4 separate regions of the Zea mays genome follow, and all the other regions are linked to region 1. A link is a contact called in public Hi-C data. All regions are on one chromosome and are shown on one strand. Each heading gives the region's core, a stretch centred on a gene start, on an enhancer-like site or on the middle of the called end of the contact. The rest is flanking DNA. Distances are from core to core; before and after follow the strand shown.

Region 1 (4,911 bases), core at 1,919-4,418:
CTCTCAGCGCACCAACCACGGCTTCCGCAATCTCGATAGCGACGCCTTCCTGCCAGCCATTTTGGAGCGCTCAATCAGTGAAGTTGGTACGTCGTCAGAGACAGCGGCAAGCGGTCTGCATCAATGCAGGACACGATGGTAGGTAGAGGTAGAGATGCAGACCTGAGCCTCGACAGTACTAGCTCCAAGGTGGGGTGTTACAGTGACATTCTCATGCAACACCAGCTTGCTGTCCTTGGGCGGGGGCTCCACGGTGAAGACATCAAGAGCCGCCTGCTCCACATTGGTCATGCATGCATAAAAAAAAAACTCAGCTTTCAGAGACACATCCATATACGTACTCACATTAAAGAATCGAACGAAGTTGTGATCACCCACCTGAGCAACTTTGCCGGAGTCAAGCGCCCTGACCAGAGCGTCTTCGTCGATCACTCCACCCCTAGCCACGTTGATGATCCGGACACCAGTCTTCATCTTTGCAAAGGACTCGTCGTTGAAGATCTTGGACGTCGTCGGTATCAGCGGCATGTGGAGGGAGATGAAGTCGGCTCTTGCGATGGCCTCGTCGAAAGAAACCAGCTCTACCCCGAGGGCCCGGGCCCGGTCGGCAGGGGCGTAGGGATCATGAGCTATCACGTGCATCCCAAGCCCTTTCGCTCGCCTCGCTACCTCTGACCCAACCTTCCCGAAGCCCATGACGGCCAGGGTCTTTCCCACCAGAGAAACCCCCACGTACTTGTTCCTTTGCCATTTACCTGTGTGAAAATCAAAGCGAATTTTGTTCACTTTCTTAAAATACATCAAACCATTCAATTGGCATCAGTATATCAGTTAGAATAGACATGACGGAAGAATATAATCTGTTCAAGTCACAGTTGCATCTTTAGCCCAGAATTACACCTCTGTAAGTCATGTTTACGGTGCAGATATCTTATAGTTACGTCACCTACCTTCATGCCAGATTTTGGCAGCTGGGAAGTCAGATTAAGACAGGCTTACATGTGCCATGCTTCAGTTTGGCAGAGCAAAAATGTTTGTCACGCAAAAACAGGAAGCAACAAGTATCTGAATTTTCTTTTCTTTTCTTGATAAGTAGCCCCAAAAGTTAAATAGCAATATGGCTTACACAATTAGCACCGGAAAGTTGCAGCGATTAACTAAAGTCACTTTACAATTAAAGAAAAGGTTAGAATTGACAAGCGTTCAGGGATCGTATTCTCCACTAAACTGAAGCACCAGGTTCGTTTTTGAAATTGTAGTTCAATAGGGACATATTACCAACGTAGCAGCAGTAGCAGACCACCGGCTATACCCGTATCCGACAGGTAGCCCCCCATACTGTCGTTCATATTCATTCTGATCTGTATCCGTATAAAAAAAATGGTAAAAAACAGTCCGTCCAGGCTGCTCGCCACAGTGTGCCTATACGAACATGATTAGATGGTGGGCACAAGTAAAACTGTAGGCAAGAGGATTCATTGAACCTGCCCATATTTCAGCACACATATCCTGGAGACTGGAGAGTCTCTATAGATTCGAAAGGGGGGCCACGGGACATATTTGACCATATTACAGTACTGTACAAAATTTTTTAATCGAAAGTACTGTACAAGTCCCATGTCGAGTACAAAATTCAGTGTACTCCAATCCAACAGAAGCACGGGGACCCAGCAAATTTGGGTGTTGGTGCCCAGCGTGGCATGGTTGAACTGTAAAACTAAAAAAAAGGTGGTACGCTAGTAGCAGTGCTGTAGAAATGAATGGATCGCACGCACTATCATAAAAGTTAGTATAAATAGTAGGCAAGGCATTAGTGGGGCTGAATAGAACTGTAGCCTAAGCTAAGCAGTGATGCTCGTGCGTTGCCACGCACGAGACAACGTAACAAATTATATCAGCGCTATAGTGATCTATCCTCAATATAAGAAGAAAGTTTGCAAAACGAATCAGGCACCAGAAATTATTAAAAGCTCCAGATCTATTTTATTCTCTGCTTAGATCTGCCAGATTCGACGGTGACCTCAAACGAGGGCCCAAAAAATATTTAAAGAGCGGATCGAGCTATTGCCTGAGCTGGGATCGGATGCTCATGCGTGTCGTCGTCACTCGTCAGGCAACAAAACTCCAACAGCCAGTGTTATCCTCGACTTGGGAAAGGCAGTGGTAATATCTTATTACTAGAACAAAGTTCGTAATGGATTTGGTGTATCAGTAAGCACCAGGGACCAGCTTTATTTGCGTCGCCAGAGTGATGGCGACATCAAACAATGCAACCTCTGCTCGCATCCGAACCGGTGTCAAACTGTCAATAAACCAGATTCTAGAATGGCTTTACGCCTTTACTGTTCATGAATTGGTTAGGCACCCTGACACACACACCAACCCAGAATAATCAACCACCCTCGGCAGAAAACAAACGAGACGAAAGCAGCCAGTTTGGAGTTAGTACTAATTAGGCAGCCAAGCGAGGAATAGACGAACGAACGGTGTCCATGTCACTCACCGGCCTTGAGCGCCGCGTCCGCCTGCGAGACGTTGCGCGCCATGGAGGCGAGCAGCGCGATGCCGTGCTCGGCCGCGGCGATAGTGTTGGCGGTGGGCGCGTTGACGACGAGGCACCCGACCTCGGTGGCGGCCTGGAGGTCGACGTTGTCGATCCCGACGCCCGCGCGGCCCACCACCCGCAGCCGGCCCTGCCCGGCCTCCAGCACCTCCCGCGTCACCTTGGTGCCGCTGCGCACGATGAGCGCGTCGAACTGCGCCGCCTTGGCGAGGAGCTCCGCGGGGGACATGCCGTAGGCGCACTCCACGTCCGCGAACTGCCGCAGCACGGCCAGCCCGGCCTCGCTCAGCTTCTCGGCGACCAGCACCGCCGGCTTGGGCCGCAGCGCGCCGTCCGGCGCGGACGGCGAGATCCGGCGCACCGGCCTCGACTCGGTGGGCGCCACGGGCGCGGGCGACGACAAGATCGCGCACCGCACGCGGAGACGCGCGCCGGCCCCGGCCCCGCCGCGCGCCGCGAGCGTGAGCGACGACGGCACGGCCGCGGCCAGGCGGACCCGCGCGCTCGCAGGGCTCACCTGCGGGCTGGGGAGGAGCGCGCGTGAGGCCGCCATGGTGGTTCGTGGCCGATTCGATGTAGGTCGTGCCTCGCGCTCGTGGTTTGTGTCTGTGCTTTGCAGGGCGAGGGCCGTGGAGGAGAGGAAGGGTGGCTTATAAACGCGAGGCCCGCCTGCCTGATGCGAGGAGGTAGGTGGGATGTAGTGTAATTCTGGAGGGGTGGGAGCCCCCTTTTTTTAAATGCAATAGGGTGGGCCCGGGAATTATTGCTTGGGATCAGTGCGGCCGTGCATCGGGTTCGTCGGATATTTTTGAATTTCTCATGATCTTACCAAGAATCATGTTTGGTTTTGTGTATTGGATTGCTAATTTTGGCTGTTGTGGATAAACATGGATAATGATAGAATGAGTACTCGATCTAAATATGGACAGTTCCTGTCCAACGCGGACGGCTGAGAAAATGGGGGCCTCCGCATAACATGCCGCTATATTGTCAATTCCAACACATGAAGTTCTTCTAGCAGACGGAGCAAAACTATGATCTCTCCGTCGCTCTCTCTTTCCCTCAAAACACATAAAATTTATGTAGTTTGTTAAACTATGTGTCAATACAGTATTCGCTCTTACTATTAAAGATGGATTCGGATCGGATACGCATGGAAACGAATCCGAATATCACTATTTACCATATTTTAAATCGAATTCGAATATGAATACTATCGGATACAAATACCTAGTAAATTATAAACAGTACATACACATTATTTAGTTGAAACTTAGTTGAATATCACATTTTTAAGTAAATTTTTTATACCTAGTATATTTATATTTTGGACTCTAAATATAATCTTTTTATATATTAACTGTATTTTGTATTTTGGACTATAAAAACTCCAATAATCTAATGTGTTCAAAATTAGCCTTTTTAATCTTAATTAAAATTTATCATTGTATAACACTAGTAATGTAAGATTAACACAATCATTTATTTATCATATAAATATTTTTAACATTTTAAATAGTGTACATCAGTTTTTAGTACATTATTTAAAGTTTAAAATCACTTGTAATTAGTAATTAGTAATAAAAGTAAGTTTAAATTGATTTTATCGAATAATTCTTCCTTTCGGACACGAATAGTATCAGATATTTCACGGGTTTTTCACGGTTTTTTCGAATGTTGTCAAATACGAATCTTAAACTGGATAAAGAAAAACCAAATTCGGATATGTCTATTTAACATCCATACTAAAATCGAATATGAATACGGATATCCATATTAGCACTTTATCCGAATCCGAATAATTCGGATCTCCAGACATTCGAATCCATCTCTACTTACTATTAGCAATGCCCTTTAATTATCTAACAAAATTTTAGCAATGCAGTTATCCTGACTCCAGGCCATCTCTTAACCTCCGACTTTCTTAACGCCACCGACTCATACGTGTCGAAATAACTAATCCTGTAAAAAAGTTGTACATTTTGATGGTCAGATCATTGCATAATTCTTATGTACATGTTTGAATCCAAACATGTTCTAGGAAGAAGATAAGGACAAAGATAGAACGAACCTAACCAAAGCTAGCTAGGTCGACAACCAAACCTGATTGGTTTCCTAAAATCGGCTAAACTGTTCCCCAATACTCGGCCTGATATTTAATGTTAGGGGGTGTTTGCTTACTTTATGGCATGTAGGAGTACAACTCTCACACGATAGGTTTATGAGTACAGGTTTGTTCCTATAGTACCCAAACCCGTGAACCCATGGGTTTTTCAAAACCGACCAAACCTAGTGCATATTGTCATTTTATTTTATAAACGAACAACAAACTTGTTATTCCTTATTTA
Region 2 (5,317 bases), core at 929-3,428, 180 kb after region 1:
CGCAGTCGTTCTCACATGGACTAAGGTGCCGCTGTGTATGGATGGTGCAGGGGTCTGGGGGTTTTCTTGACCTATGAGAAGGTCTTCTTAATACAATACTTAGGGTTGTCTTACCCCCCACAGGTCGAGTTTAAAAAAAAACAGCTGCACTTTTAAGGGCTGGAACAGCACTGCCAAGTGTGGTTGACTACTTGCCTATGAAACAAGGCAGTTCATCCTAACGCCATCACACTAGTATGCACTAACTTGCCACACAAGGGATAATAAGGCAACATTGAAAAGTGCAGCTTGGATAGGATAAGGTTTTGTTCGGCATAGCCATACCAGCAGCTGTGGTTGCGGCTGCTATCCTCTCAGTAAAGTACTGTGCAAGCAGCGGATGATGGCAGCTGCCTTTAATCTGCAGTGAACGAGCCCATCAGCCCAACGCACTTCTGGAAGACTGGAACCTCTTTCATACTTTGGGTACAGAAAGTTCATTTTTATAAACTTTCAAAATCTGCACAACTTCTTCATGCGTGCAGTCCAAAAAGAGAAGGCATAAAAGAAGATCTATGTGTTTCCAGAGCTATAAGAGAATGCCTATCACAATATATTTATATTAATACCAGATCATGACAAGTAAAGTTCTGGGATGAGAACTATTTTCTTGAATAAGATAGAGTACACAAGAAGATATCCAATATTTCCCATGCAAGTAGCCAACTAGGTGATGCCACAAATGCATCTTACTACTGCAATTTAGGAACAAAAAACGTAAAATAAATGGCTAATACACACTTCCACATAATGACCTTCGCTAAGTCGTCGTACAAGGATATGGTTACTTCATCTCCAATTCTCTCTGTCAGGTTCTGTTTCCTATGTATGTCACTGTCTCCTAACAGATATGTCAAAACACTTGTCACACCGTGTGGTGGATCAGATCGCCGTGTTACACAAACAATATCCCATGTTTCTGTTTCAAACAGAAACTTGTGTAATAAATAGGATTAAAAATTTGAGAAGTGCCTAACCTTTCACTTTCTAGTCAACTAGACAGCTATTTGTGTGTTGCATGGACTGACAGACACTCAATCCTCCATAATTATTTCATATATCTCAACTTCATGTTGACACCAACATGTTTGTTCTAAACATTCCTTCATAACAAGTCTAAACTCCAGTATCAGACAATTTCCTTGGTACTTACTGTATTTCAGCCAGCTAAAAACGATTCTCCTTTATCAGCATTTGGGATAATAAACCAATATCCTCAACCCTAATGATAATCTCCCCCAGATCAATGTAAACACAGCACGCGCACACTACTATCCATGACTCAGCGAGCAACTGCATTTAACAATCCAGCATGAAATGGAATAGCCTACAGAATGGGGTCAGGTAACTCACGGTGCACGATCACCTTGTCCGGCATCCGCCTCACAAACTGCTCTGCCGCGAACTTCCAATCGTCCGCGCTGTATAAAAAAAAACAGAAACAGAAATTTAGCCACCGCACATCAACACGCGCAAAACGCGCGACTAACTAAGCCATGGGGCACGCGGATCCACCTCCCGACGAGGCCATTGACCATGATGACGAGGTGCTCGGGGAACGCCCCACCCTGAGCCACTTCGGTCTCAGCATCGGCGCTCCACACGTCCTCCCCTCCGCCGCGCGCCGGCTCCACCTCCACCTCCGGCCGCTTTCCCTTCGCCTCCTTCACCACGGCCGCCCCCGCCGCGGCGGTGGCCGGCGATGGCGACGGCCGGAAGCACCCTATCCATCTCTTGCTGCCGCTCCTCGCTGCTGCTTCCGAGGAGCGAAGCACAAGCCGCAGCCTCGAGACGGCGCGCGGCAACCGGGAGGACTGGGCCCCGGGGGCTGGAGTCGCTGCGCGCCCCATCGAGGCGGCGCCGGCGGCGATCATCCGGCGACGAGGAGGATGGGGGGCAGGGGGAAGCTGTACCGGCCGCGTGCCCGCGCCGCGTAGACCTAGATGCACTAGATGCTTAGCGTGTGGACCGATGTCCTAGTGGTGGTTACTTCGCGGGGAAGGTGGGACCGAGGGAACGCGGTGAGGGCTGAGGAGGAGCGACAAGCGAGGAGCCGAGGAGCGAGGAGGGAGAGAAGCTACGGGACTAGCAGGGCAACGAAGATGACAATGATTCTACTAGGGTGACGAGATGAAAAAATAGAAGCAAGTGAAAATGTCATGTTCCGTTTATGGGCTGTAAAGCGCGTAAGCAAACCAAGCATCCGGTCTGATACAGTGGCTGACGAGTGACGACAGACTTTATTTTTCTTTTACAAGGACAAGTTGCATAGTTGGATGCTCGCTTTGATAAAATGTGTTTATGTAACGTTCTCGATGGCACGTAAGAAAATTTTCAATAGTTCTAAAAAATAATAATAAAGCAATAAGTTTTTAAAGTAGCTAAAAAGCTTAAGAGCATATTTGTGAATTTTTCCAACCAAGATAAATTTTGCATAAAAAATTCTAAACTATTTTTAAATCACTCTAAGTAATTTGTGTATGCGCGTTCTGGGTCTGGATGGTGTGTTCAGTGAGCATAAAATATATACTAGTTCAAACATAACGTCCCTACATCCAGTATTCGGTATCTTGCACTACCAGCACCTTGTTGTTCAATACTCGTCATAGGGATTACAACCAGTCGAAAGAGTGAGGAGACTCCCAAGTCTCTTATGCGTGGTGACTGGTGAGGCCTAAGGACTACGAATCTGGTGCTCTCTATCTAGGTAAGCCTTGATCGTCGTGGCGGTGTGCTCCTAGGCTCCGACCTTTGTAGTCCTCTATGCCTTTGTCTCTGTGTGTTTGTCAGTGTTTCGAACCTCGCTCCGATAAGTAAATTTATTGCACGCGTTTCGGGCTGCAGAGGGTGTGTGCGGTGGACGCAAGATTTATACTGGTTCGGAAACAACGTCTCTACTTCCAATCATCGGCGGCTCATGCTACCGGCACCATTGATGATCAAAACTCGTAGTATGTGTTACAAGCGAGCGAGAAAGGAGAAGAGGCTCCCAAGTCTCTTATCGGGGTGGAAGTGGAGCTAAGAGCTGCAAAGTGGAGTCCTAGCTAAGTCTTAGCTTGGCGACGGGACACTGGCCTCCTGGTCCTCGTCAGTGCTCCTCCTCCTGTTGATTGGTTTGTTTGGGGTTCGTCCTGTTAGGCGCGTATCCGAAAGAACTCAACCAAACCCACTTGACCAACCCCTTTGCCTGGGACCAACTCTTCCCTTTTCTGGGAGAGGGGTCGGCCAACGACAGCTTCCCCACGAAGGAGCCATCAGGCGAGGTTAAACTAAATGTTCTACCCGGGGTAAAGCCGCGCGTGATCGAGGGCCTCGGGGTCGCCTGGCTGTCTCGTATTTATCATGGCGGACGGCGTAGGGCTGTGTGGGTCCCAGGCGTCAACATTCAGGCTATGCTAACCTTTGGCCTTTGTAGCCTAGGGCTCAGCACGGCTCGTCGTGTTACACCCTGCCAATGGTCTGCGCACTCAGGCCTAGTCTCGATAGGTCATGAGTACGCCGCAGTTCGAGGGTTCATAGGTCATGAGTGCTATGCTGTCTGAGGGGTTCGTAGGTCATGAGTGGGAAGCGGACTGGCGCCTCTGCTGTAGCGCGGTGCCCAGCGTAGTTAATGTGACCGATTATTTATGATCGGTCAGTCTTGGGCCGGGCGCGAGATCCACTCGAGTGGTTTCCCTCCGGCACGCCCGCCCCCCTATCAGGTTCCGCCACGCCCGAGCGTGGACTCGGTGCTGTGTGGTTCGACTAGGGGTGGGTTCTTCCAGGGAAGATGTTATCTATCTCTTCCCGCTGACCAACGGGCCCGAACGACCAGGGGCTTTCTGTAAGTGTGTTCTCTGACCAATGGGCCTTAGGAACCGGGAATCATATATCCGACACTAGCCCCCGAGCCCCTGAGGGGAGAGTGTCTCCCTTCGGGGCTGATGAAGGGTCGGACGGTGCCTTGTCCCTTTTGTAGCTTACCACTATTGAGTTGGTAAGATTCTCAAGACCCGCAACATGCTTTCAAGAACTAGTCGAGCGCTATAAGTAGGGGGTCACCTCATGTTTATCCTCAACTGATTTTGCTCGTCACTCCCGTGCTTTCTAAAAGTGGCACTCAGTTGGGATGGGTTTTTCCAACTCAAACTCCTTAGGGTCCTATCAGCTGGCCATGGACTGCAGCAAGCATCCTTCTCCAGATGTCTTCACCAAGGTTGGTCCAAGAGTCGCCCGTCGAAGGAAAGGGGGTAGTGTCCAAGAACTTGCCTAATTCTTGCCCTCTGTTATCCTGGTGATAAGCTTTCTTTGTAGGGCGGTGGGCTCAAGCACCGAAGGAGAGGTCATATCGCTTTTGTCCTCCCCTTCCACCTATCCAAACTGAGAATCAAGGGTTGACCCTTGTGATGGAGAACCTACGCAGTCAGCCCTACGACGCCACCGGTGCCACAATTGTTGTTAGCCGCCCTGTGGAGGGAATAAGGCTGGTTGGTGGTAGCTCCCGACCTGTTCGTGTTTTCCTGTGCAAGAGGGTCATTGCCTCTTCCTCGCTCATCTGCCATGAGTCGTCTTGCGGGGTCGGGTCTTTGGCCCTTCCGCTGTTGGCGATGGCTGAGCTGCGGGGCCAGCTAGGGGCATCTCGGTCAATCGTGTGGACGTCTAACGCTCGTATTGCATGTCTCCAAGCGCAATTAGCCATCGTGGAGGCCCATGCGACGAGTAAGCCACTCGCCCTGTTTCTCATCCTTCCCCGCTTCTCGGGGATGCTAAGACTCTCATATTTTGTTTACGGGCAGGGCAGGACTCTGAGTTGGTGGAGCTTCGTCAAGAGATTGACTCGGTGACCTAGAGCATTTGTGCTCGCTGGGAAACTCACCTGTAGCGTTTACTGGACATTTTGAGCCACGTTCAGAACATCGTGGACCACGACATTCTCCATGGGGCTGTTATTGCCTTTGTTGTCACTCGGCTTTGCACTGGAGTGGATCTTCATGCTTTGATGATGCTTCCCTAGGGTGCTTCGTCCACCACGGATTGAACATTGCCATATCACTGGGCATTAAGAGGTTGATGGTATACGGAGATTCACTGGTGGTCATAAGTCAGATAAATAAAGAATGGGATTGCTCGAATGATTCTATGGGCAAGTACTGTGCAGCCGTCCGAAAACTGGAAGACAAATTTGAAGGGCTGGAATTTCATCATGTGGAAAGAGATCACAACGCGGCAGCAGACGCGTTGTCGAAACTAGGATCCAGTCGAACTCAGGTCCCACCCGGAGTTTTCGTCCAGGAGGTGC
Region 3 (4,881 bases), core at 263-2,762, 140 kb before region 1:
AAGAAAAGAGACTTCATAAAAACTTATTTCTGCTATTTTTAATTATATCTTTAAATATTATTATATTTTAGGATAGATAGTAGATACATAAAAATTGTCAAAAGATGAAAAGGCATAAAAATATTTAAATAACTCGCCAAATGTAAATGATGATTTAAATAATGTGTTTAGCAATTAATTGGTCTATGCCATTTGATATAATACTAGTGTAGGATAAAGCTTGCATTTAGCTAAAGATGTCCATAAGATCATTTGAAAAGATATAAGCCTGCTTATACATATTGTCCTTTAGTTGTATTTACGTTCTAAAACTTGAGTTTTATTATGCAATATTTATACTTGAAGAACTGATCCTAGGAAGCAATAACCTATTAGAAAAGCCATTCAAGGTAGGCTTCATCCGTCGCAAAAACGTGGGTTTGACTCGGATCAGAGTAGCAAACCTATGGATGCAGAAATGGAGATTTTTTTCTACAGTTCTACTAAGGGGGTGTTTGGTTTCTAGAGACTAATTTTTAGTCCCTACAATTTATTCCATTTTAGTTCCAAAATTGCCACATATAGAAATTAAAACTCTATTTTAGTTTCTATATTTGTCAATTTATAGACTAAAATAGTATAAAATGATGGGACTAAACATTAGTCCCTAGAAACCAAACACCCCCTAAGATAATATAGTGAAAAAATACTGGGTATTTCTTTGGCATCCAACGCCCCCAAATCCCCGATTAAAATTGCCGCCAGTCTGAAACGAAATTCAAAAGCTCACGCCCCAGTCCGGTGTGTGAACTTGCGCCGCGCAGACCACAGTGTGCGAACGCAACGCAAGTTGACCGCGGGCGCAGGCCATCCACACACAGCCGACAACCGGTATGCCCGTGTGGCCGTGTGAGGAAGGGGTGGATTACCGCGTGTCGTGTCGTCCCTCCGCCTCCGCTGGGCTCGCATCAAAAAGGAAGGCGGCGCGCCTAGAGATGGCAATGGTACCCGCTACCCGAAACCCGATGGGGTTTTTGCTCTATTAGGGTATGGGTTTGGGTCAATTTCTCTACCCATGGGTTTGTTAATGGGTTCAAATGGAAACCCAACGGGTACGTGGGTATGGGTTTGTTCTTCCACTACCCATACCCGCAAACCCATGGGTTTTTAAAACCCGCCTTAAAATCAACATTCCTTATAAATATGCCTCATAATATTATTAATTGAACATGTTCTAATTGAAATAAACCTCATGCAACAAATTTTAGGCTAAAATTAGTTATCACTTGTTCCTTTTATGCTAGCTTATTAATGTATTGATTGTCATTTACATGATGAATTATTTTTTATGTTGATGTTAGTGGGTATGGGACACCCGTTGGGTATCCGAAACCCGCATGGGTATGGGTTTGGGCCAAATTTTATACCCGTCATGGGTATGGGTTTTTTAGCGAGCGTAGTTTTTCTTCGCGGGTATGGGTTTGAGCAAGTAATACCCAACGGGTTTTTACCCATTGCCATCTCTAGGCGCGCCTGTCTAAAAACCGGTGGCTTCGCTCGCTTGTGCTCGTGCCTGCGCCAACAGTCCGCCGCGCTGCCGGTGCTCTCTCATTCTCGTCCGCCATGGATGCTTCTACTAGTGCTACTAGTGAAAACTAGAGCAACGCCTGCCGGTCTCTGTTTCGCAGGATCCTCCCGCCCTGCGTGCACAGAGTTGCTGTCTCTGGTGAGCGCTGCACACTCGCCTCCCCCTGTTCTTCTCTCCTGGTCGAGCAGTTTCCGCCCGTACTATACTTCCTGGCCTGTGTGCTGCTTGTCGTTTGACTCCGAGGAACCGCCGCTCCATCATTCGTTTCGTTCCTGCTGTCTGCCTGCCTTGTCTGTTGCATTCGCATCTGCCTGGTAGTTCTCGGGTTGCTGGCAGCGCGGGCTGTCAAATGGAGAGTGTGTTGTTCAGGAACGAAGCAAATTCGATGGCTGTTTCAGTGTCTAGCCCGCTGAAATGAGCTTTCCTGGGTGCAGATTTCGCTGGGGAGTGGGGAATGTTTCTGCTGTGCCTAGGAAGCTTCTTCATTCTTGTGTGGAGCCGTCGGCGTAGTAGGACAGAGGGCGTCTCGCTTGCTTGCAGTTGCAATCGAGGTGACCATTTTTTTTAAGAAAATAAATCGGGGTGTCCATCAGCCCATATGGTGGTGTCCATTATTTTTAGAAATAGAGAAATGCTTCTGTGTTCGAGATCGGATCCCATCTTATTGATTAGTAGTATGTTGAACAGAAGAACGGCTTTAATCAGAACTGCCGGTGGTTCACTTCATTGTCCATGGTGTCTATCAAATTGGGGGGCTCTAGTTAACCACACTAATTTATGAGTACTACGGAGTAGTACATTATTACGTTCTAACATGAGTACGTGTTCTACTCGGCGGAGAAAATTGTCTAGTAGTATGTGTTTCAGAACAGTAGGCAGGGCTTGTTCAAGATTCTTAACGTTGCAAAAGTGTTTCTACCACCTTTTATCGGGAAAAAGAGTAGCTTGCAGTTTCATCAAATTATTCTGGAACCTTGCTTTTATGGGAAAACTAATCCCCGTTTGTTTGATGGCAATTTTGGTTGATGGAAACTGTTCATATATGCAATCCCCATCTGATTGTGCGTTGAACTGCTTGTGTATAGGAGGGGGAAAAAGGGATCTTCTGCTCACTTCTATACCAAATTTTCGGGGACAAGATGAAGCTGGTTTTATGGCATCAGTTTTTTCTCTTCTTCGTGTTAGTTTCAACATCACAGGGTATGAGTTCAGATGGCCTAGCTCTTCTTGCTCTGTCCAAAAGCCTCATACTACCAAGTCCCATAAGAACCAACTGGAGTGATTCTGATGCAACTCCCTGTACATGGAGCGGTGTTGGTTGCAATGGAAGGAACAGAGTCATCTCTCTCGACCTATCATCGTCAGGTGTTTCGGGTTCTATAGGACCTGCAATAGGGCGTCTGAAATACCTGCGGATTCTCATCTTATCAGCTAACAACATATCTGGTTTGATCCCTCTAGAATTGGGAGACTGCAATATGCTTGAAGAACTGGATTTGTCCCAAAACCTGTTTTCTGGCAATATACCAGCATCATTGGGCAACCTCAAGAAATTGTCATCACTGTCACTGTACCGCAACTCCTTCAATGGAACAATACCAGAGGAGTTGTTCAAGAACCAGTTTCTGGAGCAAGTGTACCTACATGACAATCAGCTCAGTGGTTCGGTGCCCTTATCGGTTGGTGAAATGACAAGCCTTAAGTCACTGTGGTTACAGGAAAATATGTTGTCTGGAGTTTTGCCCAGTTCAATTGGAAACTGCACCAAGTTGGAGGATCTGTATCTACTCGATAATCAACTGAGTGGCAGTATTCCTGAAACCTTGGGTATGATCAAAGGTCTCAAGGTTTTTGATGCTACTACCAATAGTTTCACAGGTGAGATCTCTTTCAGTTTTGAGGACTGCAAGCTAGAAATATTCATCTTGTCTTTCAATAATATAAAAGGTGAAATTCCATCATGGCTGGGGAACTGCATGAGCTTGCAACAACTTGGATTTGTCAATAATAGTTTGTATGGCAAAATTCCAAATTCTCTTGGCTTATTGAGCAACCTCACATATCTTTTACTTTCACAGAACTCCCTTTCTGGGCCGATCCCACCTGAGATTGGTAACTGTCAGTCGCTGCAGTGGCTAGAGTTAGATGCAAACCAGCTGGATGGCACTGTTCCTGAAGAATTTGCAAATTTACGGAGTTTGTCAAAGCTCTTTCTTTTTGAGAATCGCCTCATGGGAGACTTCCCTGAGAATATTTGGAGTATCCAAACCCTCGAGAGTGTCCTACTTTATAGCAACAGATTCACAGGGAAGCTACCTTCAGTGTTAGCTGAGCTGAAGTTCCTAAAGAACATCACACTGTTTGATAATTTCTTCACTGGAGTCATACCACAGGAGCTAGGTGTTAATAGCCCCTTGGTCCAGATAGATTTCACAAACAACAGTTTTGTTGGTAGTATCCCACCAAACATCTGTTCAAGAAAAGCATTGAGAATTTTGGACTTAGGGTTTAATCATCTCAACGGTAGCATCCCATCCAGTGTTGTGGACTGCCCAAGTTTGAAGCGAGTCATTTTACAAAACAATAACCTTAACGGGTCTATTCCACAATTTGTAAACTGTGCAAATCTAAGTTATATGGACCTAAGCCACAATTCCTTGAGTGGTAACATTCCAGCAAGCTTCAGCAGATGTGTAAACATTACTGAGATAAACTGGTCAGAGAACAAGCTTTTTGGAGCAATACCACCTGAAATTGGAAACTTAGTGAATCTGAAAAGACTTGACCTCTCACACAACATATTGCATGGTTCGATCCCTGTGCAAATTTCCAGTTGCTCCAAGTTGTACTCACTTGATTTGAGTTTTAACTCATTGAATGGTTCGGCCCTCCGCACCGTAAGCAACTTGAAGTTTCTGACACAGCTACGATTGCAAGAGAATAGATTCAGCGGAGGCTTGCCTGATTCTCTCTCACAATTGGAAATGCTTATTGAGCTGCAACTTGGTGGAAATATTCTTGGGGGTAGTATCCCTTCGTCATTAGGACAGCTGGTGAAACTGGGCACAGCCTTGAACCTTAGTAGCAATGGCCTAATGGGTGACATTCCAACACAATTGGGTAATTTGGTGGAGTTGCAAAACTTAGATTTTTCATTTAATAATCTCACAGGAGGCCTTGCTACATTGAGAAGTCTAGGCTTTTTGCAGGCCTTGAATGTTTCTTACAACCAATTTAGTGGACCAGTCCCAGATAATCTTCTGAAGTTTCTGAGTTCCACACCATATTCTTTTGATGGAAACCCAGGCCTCTGT
Region 4 (5,247 bases), core at 983-3,482, 240 kb after region 1:
TCTAGGATGGCACTTCTCGTATTTGTTTTACTTTCAGTACTTACTACAGGTTTGATGGCAATCTCTGAAGCTGGGAAACTAAAAGACTCGGCCACAGAAGTGCTCTTAAATAGATCAGGTTGCTTGGAGTTTTTGGCAGCATTTTCTGAACTAGCAGACTGAAAATCAGCATCCCAACTTGCAAATGCTGGAGTAGCTTCAATCTGATTTGTTCTTTGAGAACTAATTAAGCTTTTAGGTGCAGCATGCACTTCCAATCTAGATTCATGGCTTTTGCTATCTGTTCTTTTATTTTCCTGCTCCAAAAAATGAGTTTGTGGAAGAGAAGCAGAAGTCATCTCTTCTTTTCTTTCAATGAAAAATGAATCTAAGTTAGCAGCAGATAAATTTAGTGTATCCACAGAAGATGATTGCTCCTTTGTTATGGAACTTGGAGATGTTTCCTTATTTTCAGGGAGGCATGTGATTTTTAAGTCCAGTAGATCAGATATGATCATCCCACTGTTTGGTGGTGGTACATCCTTGCTTTTATTCGAAGCTGTAGTGTCAGTATCGAATTCTACAATCTCCTGAATGATAAAGGGAAAAGAAGTAGAAAAAAATCTTACATCAGCCATGAACATTGAACTTCAGAAACGAGACTATGTTTCCTGCATACTTTGAATTTAAAGAGAACTAGGACAACGATATCAATACACGTAAATTCACCACATATCTATCATAATGGAAGATTCAATCATATTAAAATCAGTACATAGTTACAATGTATGAAAGATCAATGTCTGTTAAACCGCATGGAGCTTGCATTCCATAAATGGCTTTTACACATTAATGAATACATAGTGAGTTAGCAAGTAAGCACTACATGCAAATGTAGTAGTAGTCAAATATAAACAAATAGCTAAGCAGGTATGCATGGATATCCAACAATATAAGCATTCTCTACACCCAAAAGTTAGCACCATCAGAAATTAGCAGCTTGACAATTACAATTCATTTAAAATAGGAATTTGTTTGGGTTGTTCTCTACTTGGCATTAGTGATTGAGGGATTCTGATTGTAAGCTCATCTATATAATGACAAACACTGAAGAAATAAAGCAAGCAAGAATTTGGTCTTCTTTTACCCCTCTGTCTCTCTGTGTGTACTCTGCCACACCGTCAGCTCCAGCGAGGCAAAGCGAGGTCCTCGCGGTCCCATTGAGCATCACCACGATCACACTCACCACCACAGCCAAGCACCCACAGTAGCAAGTTTAAATTCTAGGGGGGAAAATGGTACCAAAGGCCCTGTTCAGCCAAATCAGATTCTCCTAAACTATAATACATGACTGGATGAATGGATGAGCGTGTAAGGATCTGTTTGGCATGGCTTATTTGCAGTTTATGCCCTTTTTATCAAAATCCAAATTTCACTAGCTCTGGTTAATGTAGCATGTCTACAGCCTCATTATAATTCCTTATTTTGTATTGTGCATGCCTCACAACTCAAAACCCTAGCAGAATATTTCTTTCATGGCTCTTGAATTCTGAGCAAATCAAAATTTCCAAACAAGGTATACTATTCATACAGACCCGTTGGCAACCGACATTTCTCTAACTACTGGGCACTTTCCTAGGAATAGCACTGCGTAATAAGTAAAAAAAGCGATAGCAATTCCACAAACAGTTGTATTAGAAGATCTCCAGGAGAATAACATCATCTTCTTTCCCGAATGCTGGCTCAGCTTTGCTAGAAAGAAGAGCTAACAGATCCTAAGCAACAAGAATCAAATCTACAGATTCTTAGCGTCAAATAATGTGGGAAGGAAAGCTCACGGATCCGTCGAGTCCAAGCGAGCCGAGCAGCCACTGGTAGGCCACGCCGTCACGGAAGGCGACGCCGCCGCTTCCACCGCCTTCAGCCTCCTCCCCGCGCCTGGGGCACCCGCAGTAGGTGCAGAGGGCAGACCGCACACCGCGCAGGAGCCCTCCCGAGGCCCCGCAGCGCACGCATCGGAGCTCCGCCGACACGGAGGCGGCACACGAGTCGAAGGCTGCGACGGCATCGGCGACGGAGGGGAAGGGAGGGGCGGGTGCATCTTCTACAGAAGGGGCGAAGGTGGCCTCACGGAGAGCGGACTGGAGGCGGTGGATGACAGCGGTGGGGATCTCCATCGGCGGGGAGGAGCGGGCAGGAGTGTGCTGGGAATTCAGATCTCTCCAGGTCCCCCTGGCTGTGTTGGGCTGGAGAAATTTGCTATTTTGCCACTCTCAATTTTGGCTGTTTGTTATTATGCCATCCCGTGTCTATGACTGGTGGGACCGTCTGTGTCTATGATTTGTGGGTCCGATGGCATACTGGCGAAGCTCACAAATGATAATGGCAAAATTGCCAATGGCTCGTTGGGCTGGGCAGTTGGGGTTGGCGCTTCGCCCTCGTCCCTCTTCCAGGTCCCCCTGGCTGTGTTGGGCTGGGCAGTTGGGGCAGTGTGGGACGTGACAAATTAGCGGCCCTTCAAGTTGCTTTGTATGGTGACATGATCACATCATCCACAATAGTGTGTCCACATATCATTTTATTAGAGTAGAAAAATAATTTAATTCTGTAATTCATTTCTTTATCTTTGCTATATCAAAGCACCAGTTTCAACGGTATTTCTTTAGAATCAACCAACACTTTTATAATCTTTCTCTGCTGCTATAATAGAAGAGTTTATATAAAAAATAAGTTGAAATTATGTATAAGTGAATGTTTGAACCTTGGTTGTTGGCTCCATATTTACACTCACCTAATCAATAGAAAACATATATTTTATGCTTTATTAAAACAAAATTTATTCTATGTCATATATAACGTAGCAATGCACGTTACCTAAAATAAACGAGTTTCCCTCTCTTCCTCTATAATATAAACTTTACACGAAAATAGAGACACACGATAGAACCAGTGAACCACCGTCATATGCTAATATATTATCATCCTATCCCTGCAATATAAAGTTTGCACAAAAATAGACACACGGCAGCACTATTTTATCTACTACTCACTCCTTTTTTTTATTTATCACGGGTTAGTTCAAAAATAAACTAACAGGTGATAAATATTCAAGAACGGAGATAGTGTTATTGTATATCAGAAAAAGATGTGACTCATCCAAATATTGCCTACTTATCATATATCTCAAACCTCACGGACTCTCATGTCAAACCGACAAGACGTCATGGGTTCATCGAACACTTGCATAAAGACGGCATATATAGAACAGTACAATAGGCAATGACGATAGCACGCGTTCGCGAGCCGAGCACCCTCATCGTCCACTCTCTCACATCACCCTTGCTTATGTGCAGCTAGATACCAAGTACGCATCCTCTCTACCTTAGACAATAACCTCAATCGAAGAGACCAAATCGAGGAGTGTCTCGAATTTATCCATGTGTGGTGAATGGTTCATGATTGACATAAGAGTTGACATGTTTGAGGCTTTTGAGTTTATACTAACAAATGTTATTCGTGTGCGCAATATGTATAAAAATAGGACTACGAGTTACCAGTAGATATGAGTTGTTCTTTAATGTATGAGCGCAAGTCATAAATCATGTGCATATATGAGATATGTGCAGCGTGACTCAATACATATTGGAATCAGACAATGTATTTATCATTGCTAGACGCAAGTATGAGAACATGTATGAGACATGAAGGCATTAGTACAATGTAGGACCGTCTACTGCTAGTTATTAGTTAGGGGAGGTGGACGAACAAAATGATTAAAGAAAAAAATGTAATATGGTAATATATAGATATAGGTATATGTGTATTGTATGTATCTGAATATTTTTTTATACTAGGTAAAATGCATGCGCGGCACGCGCATGTGAAGAAAAATAGCAAACCCATCCATACCATTGGCCAAAAACCAAACCGCGTCAGTGTTCAAATTTGTGGATGTTGCGACTGTATCGATGCCGGCAGTCTCGCAGCTATAGGTGGTAATATAGCTGGTAATGGATCACGATCTAAATGGTTCTTCACAAAATATTAGGGTTCTAAATAAATTTTAGTTCAAAAATAAATAGAAATAGAACTCAATTCTAATATGATTCGATCCTTAAATCTTAGGGGGCTGCATAGGTGTATATTTATGATGTGCCTATTAGACCGGCCCAAAACACATAATTTCAGGCACGATCCAACCTAATTGTGAACTTGGATCGGCACGATCCAATGTGTGTCAAGCCCATGAGCAGGCTTGACACGACCCATTTAATTAAGGTCCATCGAAGCCCACTAAACATAGACTCATTATTTAACTAAGGTTCGTCAAAGCTCACAAAATCCATTATTTAACTTGGAGAATCTAGAGCTTCAACAGGCTTTGGAGAACTAATACCTAGATAGAGATAGTGATGATGATCATTGTATGTGTATTTAGTATGGCTATAAAGTACTCAACTAAACACTAAACAGATTACTCTTTTTTCTTACTGACCAAATGTTTTTAATGTGGTAGTCACAAAACATCTTAGTTTTATTTTGGTCATATATATATATATACTACTTTATAAGAGCCCAGTATAGGCGTCCACAATTCCACATGGTGCACGCTCTGCCCTCCTCCGCGACCCCCTTCCCCTGCTCCGCCTGACCGTGATTCTCGCTGGCAAACCTGACTGTCATCCTCCTCCCCCGCCTCCCTTCCATCTTCGGCCGCCCTTCCATACTCCTCCCCGCGCCCCTTCCATGCCTCCGCCTCCCGTCCCCGTCCTCCATGTCCGAGATCCCCGCCCCCAACAGAGCAGGTGGGGTCAATCCCGCGACAAAAAGAAAGAGAAGATCCAGCGCGCAATTGTGGAGGCAACACGTGCGGGGGAGCAGGCAGAGAGCCTCGGAGAACCCACCCACCCTCCTCGACGCGGTGCAGCAGTCAACAGAGAGGGAGGAGAGAGCGCGGCACGGGGCACCCACCTCCGATCGCAGATGACGAGGTTGCCCCCGTCGAAACAGATGAAGCAAACGACCTCCTCCTCGTCCTCCCTCCGCCTAGCGGGCTGGGCCGGTACCACCACACCCGCGCTGTCTTTCCTCTTGGGCGGCATCCCCCTTCTGCGTCTGCGCGAGCGGCGGCATCGGCGGGGGCGCGGGAGAGGTGACCGCGTCCCCGATGACATCCTCCCCCTCTGCTAGCTCCCCATGGCGCCCTCCTCAGCCTCGACCACTCCCAGATCCCGTCATCCGCCGCCATCAACACCCTCCTCCCAGACC

What was found. Hi-C and Micro-C count contacts between places; a contact is called where the count stands out from the background.
Region 2: a Hi-C map of leaf shows a contact between it and region 1, with 2.3 times the contacts expected there. The contact joins the promoter of LOC100281777 here to the promoter of LOC100280688 in region 1. A contact is called at or near these places in 4 of 25 Hi-C or Micro-C datasets (ear, leaf and tassel).
Region 3: a contact with region 1 is called in a Hi-C map of leaf, with 2.8 times the contacts expected there. The contact joins the promoter of LOC103643254 here to the promoter of LOC100280688 in region 1. A contact is called at or near these places in 8 of 25 Hi-C or Micro-C datasets (bundle sheath, ear, endosperm and 3 more).
Region 4: a Hi-C map of bundle sheath shows a contact between it and region 1, with 2.1 times the contacts expected there. The contact joins the promoter of LOC103643251 here to the promoter of LOC100280688 in region 1. A contact is called at or near these places in 2 of 25 Hi-C or Micro-C datasets (bundle sheath and leaf).

Annotation. Positions count from the first base shown.
Region 1 is chr1:215,276,754-215,281,664 of Zm-B73-REFERENCE-NAM-5.0, reverse strand. LOC100280688 reads right to left here and starts at 3,168. Exons shown (of 5, transcript NM_001366138.1): 1 at 2,504-3,168; 2 at 379-755; 3 at 163-273; 4 at 1-49. The coding sequence starts at 3,116.
Region 2 is chr1:215,099,034-215,104,350 of Zm-B73-REFERENCE-NAM-5.0, reverse strand. It overlaps LOC100281777 (serine esterase family protein), which reads right to left and starts at 2,178. Exons shown (of 10, transcript NM_001154697.2): 1 at 1,555-2,178; 2 at 1,393-1,460. The coding sequence starts at 1,913.
Region 3 is chr1:215,411,202-215,416,082 of Zm-B73-REFERENCE-NAM-5.0, reverse strand. It overlaps LOC103643254 (receptor-like protein kinase), which reads left to right and starts at 1,512. Exons shown (of 5, transcript XR_560915.4): 1 at 1,512-1,705; 2 at 2,653-4,881.
Region 4 is chr1:215,035,785-215,041,031 of Zm-B73-REFERENCE-NAM-5.0, reverse strand. LOC103643251 reads right to left here and starts at 2,232. Exons shown (of 3, transcript XM_008666404.3): 1 at 1,818-2,232; 2 at 1-569. The coding sequence starts at 2,156.